Linked DNA regions of Sus scrofa: region 1 is linked to region 2. The links are chromatin contacts, called in public HiChIP or PLAC-seq maps. All regions are on one chromosome and are shown on one strand. The core of a region is the stretch at or near the end of the contact, and the rest is flanking DNA. Distances in the headings are between cores, read along the strand shown. Region 1 overlaps SASH1 (SAM and SH3 domain-containing protein 1). Region 2 overlaps SASH1 (SAM and SH3 domain-containing protein 1).

Evidence for each region. HiChIP or PLAC-seq counts read pairs in DNA pulled down with a chosen protein or histone mark.
Region 1: a contact with region 2 is called in an H3K27ac HiChIP or PLAC-seq map of skeletal muscle, with 4 times the contacts expected there. The contact joins two enhancer-like sites. A contact is called at or near these places in 3 of 47 Hi-C or Micro-C datasets (embryonic fibroblasts, epiblast stem cells and heart right ventricle) and 1 of 2 datasets of contacts at active chromatin or transcription factors (skeletal muscle).

What each region holds. Positions count from the first base shown.
Region 1 is chr1:17,606,627-17,609,734 of Sscrofa11.1, forward strand. All of the region lies in intron 1 of SASH1 (SAM and SH3 domain-containing protein 1), which reads right to left. Among named protein-coding and RNA genes, the nearest start is that of SASH1, 55 kb to the right of the region's middle. Within about 2 kb of position 1,450, at least 25 of the 83 cell types and tissues checked have an H3K27ac peak or open chromatin away from gene starts, as enhancers often do. A contact at or near this core is called in skeletal muscle, where this site is marked.
Region 2 is chr1:17,340,877-17,343,933 of Sscrofa11.1, forward strand. It overlaps SASH1 (SAM and SH3 domain-containing protein 1), which reads right to left. Exons shown (of 20, transcript XM_021072061.1): 10 at 111-946. Among named protein-coding and RNA genes, the nearest start is that of UST, 200 kb to the left of the region's middle. Within about 2 kb of position 1,720, at least 5 of the 83 cell types and tissues checked have an H3K27ac peak or open chromatin away from gene starts, as enhancers often do. A contact at or near this core is called in skeletal muscle, where this site is marked.

The DNA.
Region 1 (3,108 bases), core at 200-2,699, 270 kb after region 2:
CTGATTAATATAAATGTGTTATCTCCTTGAGTCCTTACAACAATCCTATAAGGTAGATACTGCAAATAATGCCATATACAAATGAGAAGGTGGAGGCTTGAAGAAGTAAAGCCAACTGCCCAAGGTCACAGAGCTAACAAGTGGTGGTGGGGGGCACTTGAACTCTGATCCTGTGACTCTAGAACCTACACTCTGCACCATGAAGCTTTACTGCTTTGGGAAGCTGTACGATATTGCAGCTTATTCCTTCTCTGATAGCCAGCTGGTGTTCAAGATTGTCTGTCTAAGAATGATCAAGTAAATATAGACAACAGGAGTTCTGTCGTGGAAACAAATCCGACTAGGAACCATGAGGTTGCGGGTTCGATCCCTGCCCTCACTCAGTGGGTTAAGGATCCAGCATTGCTGTGAGCTGTGGTGTAGGTCACAGATGCGGCTCGGATCCCGCGTTGCTGTGGCTCTGGTGTAGGCTGGCAGCAACAGCTCCGATTAGATCCCTAGCCTGGGAACCTCCATGTGCCACAGGTGTGGCCGTAAAAAGACAAAAAAAAAAAAAAAAATACAGACAACAGAATAGAGTCTCTGGAAATTAATAAAACACAAATAGAAATGTTCACGATCTAATGCTGCCATTCAATCTATGCAGAAGGACGGACATGTCAACAAATTGCATCAGAACCACTGACTAGCGATTTGAAGAAAGGGAGGAATGAACCACTACTTCAACCTTTATACCACAATTAACTTCATTTGGACTCGCATGTGTATGTGCTTTATTGAGGTATAAGTGATAAACCAAACAACCTGGACAAATCTACGATACGCAGTGTGATGGATTTGGCCATACACACAGACCTGTGAAACCATCACCATGATAAAAGCAAGAACCTTACTCATACCCTCCAAAACAAATTTCTCTGCTTAAACATTTATAAGAGAATATAAATATGCATCCTGAGACTTTACAACAGGCATATTCCGATGACTGTCTTAGATACAGTTCAAGGTGTCCATAAATCTCAAGTTTTAAAAGCAGGAGGAGATGCCATTTGCTTAGCAGTTTTCATCTCAGAGCTCGTCTTTTAGGAAGATTCTGGAGGTGTAATGGCACAATGTGTGACTTTAGCACTTTATGTATGTGTGTGCGCTCGCGTGCACTCAGAAGCATTTGGACAGTTAGGGGTCATCGTGTGGATTTAATCACCTCTTCAGCTACATTCAAAGACTTGTAGCTGAAGTCTGACAACTAGTTAACAACGTGGCCAGAATGAGGACACAAGTCTCAATTCCCACTTCCAGACTCTTCCAAATGTTTTTTTCATCATAAGTCCAACGACAGATAGAAGCAATCTTTAATGGGGCCGCGGAATTTCACTGATTATCTATGGTGTTAGTTCCAGTGGATATTTTTCCCCTATGATGGGCTGAAAGTATTTTACAGATTTTTTTTCTAGAGTTTGCCAAAAATAGGTCTGTGGAGACCATGACATATTTTGTTTGTGAGAGAGGAAGAGAGATAAAAACATTACTTAAAAAAAAAGAGGATGACTCTGCAGGCAAAAATAATGATATGGGAAATTCAGTCCCATGGCTAGACATCTGAAGCTGATAACGTCTCTTGACCCCGGTGAAAAAAAGAAGCTATTTTTTCTTTGATGGGAAGCACAAAATCATTGGCTAACGCTTTTTCTCTTCCTCTGAAGAAGATCTCTTCTCCCTCTTCACGTAGATCAGGTGACACAAATCCCACGTGGGACTGAAATTAAAAATGCCTTTCACTTAATCCTGTTGGAAAGGCTTCCGCCCCAAGTTGGAGAGCACCCTGAGCTGGCCTGGCCGCGGAGGCCTGACACAGAGTCATGCCTGTGGTATGAGGGGGCCGTTCCCCACCAGCAGCCTCGGGTGTGGGAAACTATTCCTTCAACTCAGGGAAGGCAGCCCAAACTCTGAAAATTTGATCTCATTCTTTTGCCAAAGAGCCAGCTACAGGATTCTGGGATCCATCACTATTATTGTAACTGTAGGGGGGGAATGACTTAATTGTAAAACAATGACCTCACCCTCACAGCCAAGGTCGAATCATTTCTAAAGAAAGCTGCCTTCTTTGTTCCTGCCAACTTGCAAATGAAACAAATTACATCGGGACACGATTATATTCATTAGCGATTATTCCATGAAAACAGTGAGGATTTGAATGTACCCTACGCTTAACCCAGGCAACTAACGTGCCCTGCAAGCCTCAGGCCAAGCGGTGATGGACTCTGTGTTAGGAGAATGTTTGCCCCAGACTGTGGGCCAATGCGTGTGTGCCTCTTTCTCAGGGAGATGCTGGTTCAGGGGAGAACAAGACACCAAGGCACCAAAATGCTCCTCATTTCAGACACAGGAATTCGTGAGCTGAGCAACTTTGAATGATCTTTCTCTGATTTAATTCTGTCTTTCTACGGGAAAGAATGACATATGGGACAAGCCGGCTCTCTCATTGTCACATGTCAATGTCCCGGGAGACTGTCCTGACGGAAGTTCTGCAGGGCCTCCTGATGGCTAAATAATTTGGGGGTGTTTGTGTCCCCTAAAATAAATGATAACATAGCAGCATGTGGTCCTTCTGATAGGAAGATAATCCTAACGCATTCTCACCGTTACACCCAGCCTCCCACGTGGGTCATGCCTGAAGGTCAAGTGTGAGGTTGGCTGGAGGTCAGGTCACTCCCTTTTAGGAGGGAGACAGAAGAATGAATAAAGGAGAAGAGAGACGAAAGAAGCACTATTGCAGAATGACAACGTCTCCTAAAGTCATTATTTTATTTTATTATTTTATTTTATTTAAATTTTCTTTTTGGCTGCCCCATGATATATGGAGTTTCTGGGGCCAGGGATCAGATCTGAGCCACAGTTAAGACCTAAGCCACAGCTGCAGCAATGCTGGATCCTTAACCCACGGTGCTGGGCCTGGGTTTGAACCTGCATCCCAGCGCTCCCAAGATATGGCTTGTCCCTTTGTGCCCCAGCAGGAACTCCCTAAAATCTTTTTTATTAACCATTTTTGAGCTGATCTCTACTGACAGATTGATGAGCAAGGTGTCACTTTGACCCAGGAAAGAACTG
Region 2 (3,057 bases), core at 470-2,969:
ACCACGGGGATGGGGGAAGGATGCCAGGCTCAGCAAGAAAGGCCATAATGCTTGACGGCACTTCACAGAAATGACAAGGCCGTCCCCGTGACCGTCTCTCTGTGACTCACGGACTTCTGGTGGATTCTCAAGAGAACCCTTTTAGTACAGCGGTCCACCGTGGCGGCCCACTTCCTCTTGGCTTCCTCCTCCTCCTCCAGCAAGCACCGCCTCAGGTCCTGCTTCTCAGCCTTGCTCAGGGTCCTGTCGGCGGCAGGACGCACTAGCTGGGTCAGGTTCAGGTGGCTGTACAGGCTGCGCTCCACCACGTACGTGACATTGAACTCGCTGACCGCGGGGCGCCCGCGCCCCCTCCGGCCGGGGCCGCCGCAGCCTCCGCCCCCTTTGGGCTTCGGCCGGAGCAGCTGCAGGTCACAGGTGCTGCTGGTCACGCCTTTTCTGGAGGGACGCTGGCAGAGGAAAGCTCGGGAACAGGAATAATTAGCGTCCGTCTTCTTCAAGCGGATCTGCTTCCGGACGCTCTGAACCTCCTCCAGGGACACCAGCAGGTGGTGCCGACGACGGTGGCTGTCATAGAAGCAAACCCCATCGGTACTTACCCCGTGGCTCAGGGACCCGAGGCCCTTCTTCATCTCCCCCTCGGTGAGGGAGCGGGACACCTTCTGGGCCTTGTCTTCTTCGGGGTAGGAGAAGAACGTTCCCATCTTCTTGGGGGGCTTGATCAGCCCCCGGCTCTCTCCTCTGCTGAAGGTCTTGACCAGCTTCCGGCCAGCTCCCCAGGTGTCCAGGCTGCTGGATGATGGAGAAGGGGTGAGAGAGTCCGCTTCATCTTCCGGAGGTTTCTCAGGAGAGGCATCAAAGAAAAACGGCTTCTTGTGCACTCCGGAGTAAAGGGCGGACCTTTCGTCGGGGACCGGGGGATTCTCGAACACCTGTTCCTCCCCGCCTGGAGGGAATCAACACAGACACGGTCACGGTCTCCTGTCATCACACCTTGGCACTCTCTCACAGCTCAGATTTGTCTTGAAGCCCCCTGCCCTGCAAAAAAATTAGCTAGCCCTCAGGGCAACCACAGCGGTCCGCCCCCCACACTCACCCACTCGCTCGCCATAAACCTGGCTCCCACTCAACTAAACGTACGTAGAAAAGAAAACAACCAAACTGAACAAGTGTACGGTTTCACACAAGCTTAATGGTAAAAGATTTCAGATGTGTTTTCTCCTCGCCCCCGCCCTAATATCTTCATAGACCAAAAACCTTAACAGACCTACTAGAAAATACCATTTGGAAACTCTAAGCCCATCATTATTCCTATATTTAAGGATATTTAGCCTCTAAAGATAATTATCCTTCCCAGTTTGCAAGTGCAATCCTCAGAAGCTAAAGAATTAGAATTGTTCCCCCTTCTGAAAGGCCCTCCTGTTGAGTCTGGTTGGCTTTTTATAGTCAGGATGCAATGAATGCCATGTGGCTGACAGTGATTTTTTTTTTTTTAATTGGTACATATGCCATTTAAGTAATTAAATCACTGAGGGAGAAGTCTGGGGGAGGAAACGCCATAAAGGGTCGTAGCTTCTAAAGGCAACGACAAATGGTCCCCATCTGACAAGCCTAACACAAAAAGTTAGGGAACTGGGTGCTCCAAGACAGACATCGCCACCAAGGCAGGCCCTACTTCGAAGCAGCAAGGGCATTTAAGGGCCTGGACACGCAAGCAGCCCCATGGAGTGTTCCATTTCGTCTCAAGGATTCCAGCTCTTGAAGCCTTCCCTGGAGCCAGGTATCCAGCCAAGACTTCCAGAGCCCAGTGGAAAGGTTTGGACTTGCTGGCAGGAAAATTGAGTTCTTTTCTGCATGTGTTATGTGAACAGATGTGAGAAAAGAAGTAGGTCAAACTCTGGGTGTAGTGATCCTGACTGGCTGCGTCCCTTTAATTATAAGGAAACTTTGGAGCACGGCAGCTCTCTGCCAATTGAATTGTGAAAAGGAAAAAATACCAAGTGCCCTGGAACAGTGGGATGGCGTTAAATATACCAACTGGGACTGGGATGCCAGTGTGTGGCTAAATGTCAGAGATAAAGGGAGAGGGCGGCTTGCTCTAGAGGGGGGAAAGATGATTGGGAAGAGGGCTTTAACATTCCAGAAGTTTCTCACTTTCCCGACAGATGGGAAGTATGGTTACAAAGGAGAAAAGAATGGCTACTATGAAATACAACATAAGATTGACTCAGATGTCAAGGAGATGGTGGTAGGGAGAGTCATTCAAAACTATATCCTGTCCAATTGATTCACTTTGCTGAACACCTGAAATTAACACAACATTGTAAGTCAACTATACTCCAAAAAAATTTATTAAAAAAAACAAAACAAAACAAAACCCTATATCCGGTCCAAAGTTACTCCATTGCTTGCATCACAAACATATTCACTCAATAAGATTCCCAGATCTTTCAAGGGAGTTGACGAGCAGGGTCTCTGGGTCTGGCAGATACCGGCCAGACCAGAAGCAGTGTGCGAATATCATGAGCGTTTCCTGCTCCTTCCTCAGGACCTCTAACTAATGGAGGCCAAGGGTGCTGATGTTGGCAGAAGTAAAAATCGCAACCTCTTCCGGATACAGTCAATGCTCCACTTCCAGGGATGAGGTGATGGGGCAGAGACGAGAGGCACAGCCTGGTGGCAGGGCAGCCCAACAGCGGACTCCTCTGTAAAAGCAGATCACGCTTTCACATTTAGCCCAGGTGTCCACAGTGGTGTGCGGAGGCCCCTCTCTACCCACAGTCTTTAGGTGCTTTGGGGAAGTTAAGGACGCAACAGTGATCTGGAAATTTTACAGAGTCCATTTTTGGTGCTGTCACTGGTGATTCCAATACTTCCTTGTGACATTTAAGTTCGGAACCAGCTGGTTCACACATGCCCATGACATATGTAGCTCTACTTCCTGATTCTGGCAAGACAGCATCTGCTAAGGAGTCTGGAGGGAAATATGACAAAGGCTTCCCAAGAGGCCACCTTAGACTGTGCCGAGGGCAGTCCTGACTCTTGTCTGTGCCTGAC